Regions from separate parts of the Rattus norvegicus genome. Here region 2 is linked to region 1. Evidence: chromatin contacts called from public Hi-C data. All regions are on one chromosome and are shown on one strand. Each heading gives the region's core, a stretch centred on a gene start, on an enhancer-like site or on the middle of the called end of the contact. The rest is flanking DNA. Distances are from core to core; before and after follow the strand shown.

Region 1 (3,300 bases), core at 211-2,710:
GTACCTGGTAGCCCCAATGACAGACACACAGAGATGTTAGCACCAGGACTCAGAGAAGTGACTCCCACTTGGTAGGGTGATGAAGGACTTTCTGGAGGCAATGAGCGGGTGTGAAAGTGAAGACTGGCAAGTGTCATAGTCTGGGATTCATGTGAGGTGTAAATCAGATCGTATCTCTGGCCTGCCATGAATTCACCTGACTTCCTTGCTTTTGCCCTGATGTGCTTTGCCTGGCCACTAGTCTGTCACCTCTCGAGCCTTCTCCATGATGGAAACTGCCAATCTCACCCCAGACCTAGAGCATCTGCACACCTCTCCTCTACCTGCCCTGAGCGCTCACCCTCGTAGCTAGTAGGAATTGCTTCTTTAGTGAAATCCTTCCTGACCACACTAATGGGCCTAATTCAAACTTGTCCTCTACCAAATTGCCCTACTAATTATCTTCGAAACATCCATTAGTGCCTCAAGTTGTCAGTGACCTATGCCTCTTGGTCTCTCTGCCTGTCTATTACTTTTCATTAAACTGTCAAGACCCCGGAGGTTGTTTCTGTGCTCTGCGTCCACAGTTCAAATCCTACCCTCTAAATTCCGGACTAGCTGATGGGAACTTTGGATGGAGACTCTGATTATTTGTAGAAAACTACGTGTAGCAAGGCAGACTGAGATGGAGCCCACCTGACGGAAATTTAGAGGGAGGATGCCAGTCTCCTCTAGCGTTAGTAAAATCAAACACAGGACTTAAATGGCAAGTGGCCTAATGTGCTAGAAGATGCTAGAAGGGAGGAATTTCAGATCCTGTGTGCCTTTTCTGCCCCTTCATCTGGTCACACAGACTAAGAAATTCCCTTTTCCCTCCCTGGATTCGGCTTCGTCTAAGAAATAAGTGGTTGAGGCTGTACTAGTTTCTAAACTACTCTTTAGCTCTCAGCTTCTAGAAGGTAAACTTTCAGCACCCCCATCACGCGCACGCGCGCACACAAACACACCCACACACACACACACGCGCGCGCACACACACATATATAACCCTGTTGCCCTTCAGCCACTTTTTCAGGGACAGTGGGACATCTGCTGAACACCACCCTGGAGCCTCATACCCAGCAACTGCAAAGCCAATGGACTTACTTCACGTTCCCCGAGAATTGTAACTACTCCATTTGACCACCAGAGGGCATCACTTACCAAGACACCGCAGTCCACCAGAAGGTCGTTTGAATGCCCTTGAAGCTTGATGATCTGCAAAACTGTAACTCAGACAGATATTTTGCAAAGGCGGTGGGGTGCTAGCTCCCCGAGGGATGAGAAGGAATTCACACATAATCAAATAGCAGAGAAAGGTAAAATGTGGGGAGGAAGCTAAGGAAAACAGGCTCTTCCCAGAGTGTTTGCATAGTCAGGCTGCATGGGCTAGGTGGGGGGTGGGGCTGAACTCTACCTCAGTACTCACTCTGACCTACCAGTTCCCCACACCCCCACCTCTGCCTCCTTGACCCGGCACTACCCAGCACAACCTCCTCCCACAGCTGTGAACTCCAGGCCAGGAGGATGTTGCAATCTTTGTTTTGAGGGGGAACACACACTCACAAGACAGTTGTTTCTCTGGCCCAAGGGGTTTGGCCTGCGAGCCCTGCAGCTGTTTCTACATGAGCTGAAGGCAGACAGGGTTAGAGACAAAATCAAGAGGTTATCTCATCAGAGCCTGGCTCTACCGCTCATAAATTCATCAAATTCCAATGCACTCTGCATCTATGCCAGGCCTCCAGGAGACAGAGTGGTCCCATTTCCCGTTACCACCGGATTAACAGGCAAACAGAGGTGGCCAATAGGTAAAGGTCAGATGATAGAGACAGGACAAGTGGTCCTCCAAGAGGAGGGCAGTATCCTCTCAATCCAGTGGAGGGTCTGATTGGTCAGGCTGATGTAGCTGAATGAGTGAAAGGGGAAAGAAATAAAGGAATATGACCGCCCCTAGGAATAGTGGAGGAGAAAGGTTATGGTAGATAAAAGGGAGAACATTACCAGAAGTGGACACATCTGGGAGAGTCCAAAGGATTGGAGAGGGTAGTAACCAAAATGGCTGGGTTATATAGAGAAGAGCCTCTGGGGGGTTAATGCAGCCCAGTGCCTGGAGAGTTCAGACTATAGGGTAGTCCCCGAAGGCCATGAGAGATGCCGGGGAGAAGAATCTGGCTGATGGGTCTGCTGTGATATGTTAAATAAGCACTATCAGCCATTTGTCTTGTAGCAGTGTAAGAGATTTAACACTGATCCGGATGACAAGGGAACTGAGAACAGAAGGGTGGGAACAGGACAGGGGTGCTGAGAACAAAGGCATCTGGCCATTAGAAAAGCCTGGGGCTTTGGAGGGAGAGAATTTTGATATAGCTGGGACTTTGATCGTAACCGAAGGGACATCTAGTGCAGAGACAGGGTGCTAAAGAATGGGCAGCAGGTAATCCCTGTGTGGTACTGGAAAGTGGTCCCACATTATCTGCATGATTCATAGTTATCATGGTGCTTTAAGTAGGAGAAGGGCATAGCCAATCTTGTGGCAAGGTGGTTGCTGTGGTACAATACTGAGATAGGTGGTTCGAAGCTGCTTCAGTGAAGACCTAAGCCAAACTTATAGGTGGCTGTTCTACAGCTTCATGAAGATGTCTGACTCAGAGGTGAGGCTATACAACCACAGGAAGCCTGAATAGTATTGCTTGCCAGCAATGTCAGCCAAAGAAAAACAAATCCCCTTTCTTGGTCAAAAGTATCCTTTTGATGATGCCATGGAAGAGTGACCCTCAAGATGTAATTTATGTGTAAATTAGCCTGTGCTCTCTCAAGCTGACAGACGAGGATATTTGAAGATCTTGTCATCTCCCCTCTTTGTTCACTGATATTTTCTGATGAAATTGTTTGAAAATCCCAAGTTTAATATGCCCTGGAACTGTTGGAACCGCAGCTGTATGCAGTGTCATTTCCCACTTAGGAAGTCACTGGCCTCAGTGAAGCATCATAAATGCACAGAGGGGCCAAAGCCCGAATCAAAGGGCAGAAAATAAAATAGGGGACGATGAAGCAGAGAGGGTCATACTTTCTTTCACAGTTGTTTTTACTTAGTGTTTATATCACATCTCCTCAGAGTGGAGATGGCCCTCCTCTGTGCTCCTCATCAGAGATAACTCAGAAGCAGGGAGGGAAGCCAAGTGCTGACCACGTGAGAAGGGCTTCTTCCAAGTCCCAGCGCCTACATCTGTTGGATGCATCTGTTCTCCAAGTACTTTGCAAAAACCAGGGCACGAGCCCCAG
Region 2 (3,300 bases), core at 434-2,933, 79 kb after region 1:
TCTGGCCAAAGTTGAAGGTAGACAGGATAATTAAAGGAGAAAAGGAGGGACAGAGGTGTGTGTGTGTATGTGTGTGTGTGTGTGTGTGTGTGTGTGTGTGTGAGTGTGATTGTGTGTGTGCATGTGTGTGTACATGCATGCAAGCATATTTGCCTGTATGTGTGTGTCTGTGTGTCTGTATCTGTGTATCTGTGTCTGTCTCTCTTCCCCCCCCCCCTGTGTGTGTGTGTGTGTGTGTATGTGTGTGTGTCTGTGTGTGTCTGTGGTGTCTGTGTGTGTGTATCTCTCTGTGTATCTGTGTGTCTGTGTATCTGTCTCTCTCTGTGTGTGTGTGTGTGTGTGTGTGTGTGTGTGTGTGTGTGTGTTTCAGACAAACAAATCAAAGTTAAGGCCATGGCAAGAAAAAATTCTAATAGAATCATAATAACATAAAATAAACTGTCTTCAGAAAGACCAAAAAATATGGGCTAATGCAGATCAGGGAGGCTTTGAGAAACTTTTGCAGCCCAAGGACCATTTCCATGTGGAAGACTCTATTATTCTAACTAGACTGTGCCCGTCTAGACCCTGTCTGAATTCTTGCCAAAACTGAACCAAACACCCCACCACTAAGCAGTTCCTCCAAGCCTGTCAGAAACACAGACTGTCAGAGCCTCTGGAGACTTAGGCAGAGCAAATCCTTCATGGGGACTCATACTGGCCTGAAGCGAGAGGACAGAGCAATGCTTTCCCTGAAGCTACTTTCTTTGTGGGAGCCCCCAAACTCTCCTCCTGTTCCCAACCCTCAAATTCATTATCCAAAGAAGCCATGGTTGTCAGCACAAGACCTGACACACTGTGTATAAATTTTATAATGATCTTCTTTGGTTGGCTGACTGGGGAAAAGAGCAGCCAAACTAGGTGTCTGCAAGGCAAATGCACATGCAGGGGCTCTGACTCACAACCTGTTTGGCATAGCTCAGTCCTCTGGGCTTCCGGAATCTCCTGCTTTTTAACCTTCTCGGCAGATGTTTTAAAACAATGATCCCTGACAATGAGAGTTTAAGCTACTTTCTCCTTACACTGCAGAATTTTAGAATCAGTGTTTAGAAGACCGTTGCATTTCATGGGCTAGGTATTTGGGAAGACTTTTGGGGGACCCCATCCAATAACTATGGTCTTTAAGGCTGAGTGTGTGTTACTAGGATAGGCAAGGGAAGTGTTAAGAACAAGCAGGGTTCACCATCCAAAGTAACTTGGGCCCAGGGAGGGGGAGCTAAGTGTTTTGGGGTGATCTGGCATGAGCACTAGTGTCAGTATGAGTATATGCCAGTGACCTATGGGGATTATGTCTTTTGAGGGTTTTTCTTTGTATTTTGTTTGTTTGTTTGTTTGTTTGTTTCAAGGGGAAAGATAGGGATGGAGGAATTCAGGCCTCCTAGTGACCCAGGAAAGGCAAGTTACCCAGGCAGAGAGAGGGTTACCATTAGCTGGGAGGTAGTGCTAACTCCTGGGTGCAGCTCCTAGTGCCTAGCGGGCTAGAAGGGAACCCGGCCCTCTTGGTGACAGCGGGGTGGGATTCCCCGGCCAGGGCGGGGAGGGCGGGCCGTGGGGCGGGGCGGGGGCGGGGTGGGGCGGGGCTGGAAGCCGACTCTCGGGCTGCGGCTGCCGGGGGAGAGGCATCCACAGCGGCGGAGCGGACGGCTGAGCAGGAGCGAGGCGGCGACAGCGGCTGCGACTCTGGTGAGCGTGGTGCGGACGCGGCTAGGGCGCGGCAGGGAACCCGGGCTGGGACTCGCAGGGAAAGGTGCTGCGGAGGCGCGGGGGCCTCCCGGGCGCCGGACTTGGTGGAGCGAGGCGACAGTGGCTTTCCTCGCCGGGATCGCGACGCCCTGCAGCCCCGGGCGAGGGAGGGAAGCAGCTAGCTCACGACTCTCTCACGAACTGTTCTTGGTTCCCGAGCCAGAGGTCTGTGCGTCCATTGCTCCCTCTCTCCGTGTCTCTCTCCTGATTTATTTCTTTTCCAGAAGAGTCCCTTCACCCTTCAACCACTCCCATCTCTATCCCCCCCGCCCCCGAACCTTTATCTCCAAAGCTATTCTTCAGGAAGGCTCCCCGAACCTCTATCTCCAAAGCTATTCTTCAGGAGACCGGCGATCTTCCTCCTCCAGGATCCCCTGCGAGGGCCATTCCTCTGCTCCCCATATTTCTGTAGTCCCAAGGCGTGGATGAAGCCCGTCCTGGCCCCTGCACACCTGGACCCTTCTGCTGCCACCTGCCACAGAGGTGCTTAGCCAGCAGAGAAAGTGCTGTGCCTAGGATCTCCTCGCTTCCGGGGTATTCACTCCCCCTCATGCCAGAACTTCTAACTAGAGTCCAGCAGGAGGAGAGTTTTCCAAGCTGGAGCTTCGGGAACAATTTGACCCACTTCCCGAGGCATTGGTCTCAGGCCAGCCATGCTTTTTGGTAGACACACCTGTCTCGTTTGCCAGCTGAGAGACTGACAAGAACACCTCTTGACAAAATGTGCCAGCCTGTCCCCTATTCCTTTTCCAAGCTGTTAAACTTCTTGGCCTATGTCCCCAGAGACTCGGTCTAGGGCGTTTGCCATTTAAATCTACTAAAGCTCTCATGCTCACCCCCAACCCCCATCTCTGTGAAGATCCCCAGAATTCTGTCAGCCATCATTGGAAGAGGAAGGGTCCAATACTGATAGAGCCACCATTCTGCGTTCTGGACATAATTTCTTCTCCTATGTGGATGTTTATTCTGCCTGCTTCATAGAGAACCCAGGCTTATAGGATTCTCCTGAACCTTTGTGGTTTCCTTATTAGAAACTTTCACTACTCTGACCAATCACCACCTCCTCTAAATGGGCCCAGGCTATCTGCACAGTGTTGACTCCCCAGGACTCAGAGAAAGCTGGGCTAGGACCATGCACTTCGAGGACCTGTGCAGGGCAGCAAGAGGAGGGTGGCTCCCAGCCAAGCCTCAGCTTTGGGAAGACCAGCCTGTTAGAGTTGTTCCCAATCAGACTAAATTTCACACACTGATTCTGAGTGCTTCATGCAAAGAGAGGAGGCAGACCAGGGGCTGTTTTTCCTGCCTGTTTCTGACGGTCTTGTGTTGCTATGGTGACAGTTTTGCCTCTTCCTCCCCCTGACTCTTCTGGGAGCTGGTTTTTATTGGTCTGTTGTCCTGTCTTTTATGGTTCTAATTTCTTCTTTCTACTTGCTCTGAAATAAACAGTCATAAACATGGGCACTGGGCCCAGGCTGGGGGGCTGGCAGAATTCACCTCCCGCAGGCCCCTAACTCCTGT

Evidence for each region. A called contact is a pair of places that touch in the nucleus more often than the background predicts.
Region 2: a contact with region 1 is called in a Hi-C map of Schwann cells, with 5 times the contacts expected there. The contact joins the promoter of Cyria here to the enhancer-like site in region 1. A contact is called at or near these places in 5 of 12 Hi-C or Micro-C datasets (the Rat2 cell line, Schwann cells, frontal cortex and 2 more).

The regions. Positions count from the first base shown.
Region 1 is chr6:40,693,606-40,696,905 of GRCr8, forward strand. No RefSeq gene overlaps it. Among named protein-coding and RNA genes, the nearest start is that of Cyria, 79 kb to the right of the region's middle. Within about 2 kb of position 1,461, at least 17 of the 93 cell types and tissues checked have an H3K27ac peak or open chromatin away from gene starts, as enhancers often do.
Region 2 is chr6:40,772,511-40,775,810 of GRCr8, forward strand. It overlaps Cyria (CYFIP related Rac1 interactor A), which reads left to right and starts at 1,684. Exons shown (of 12, transcript NM_001106718.2): 1 at 1,684-1,722.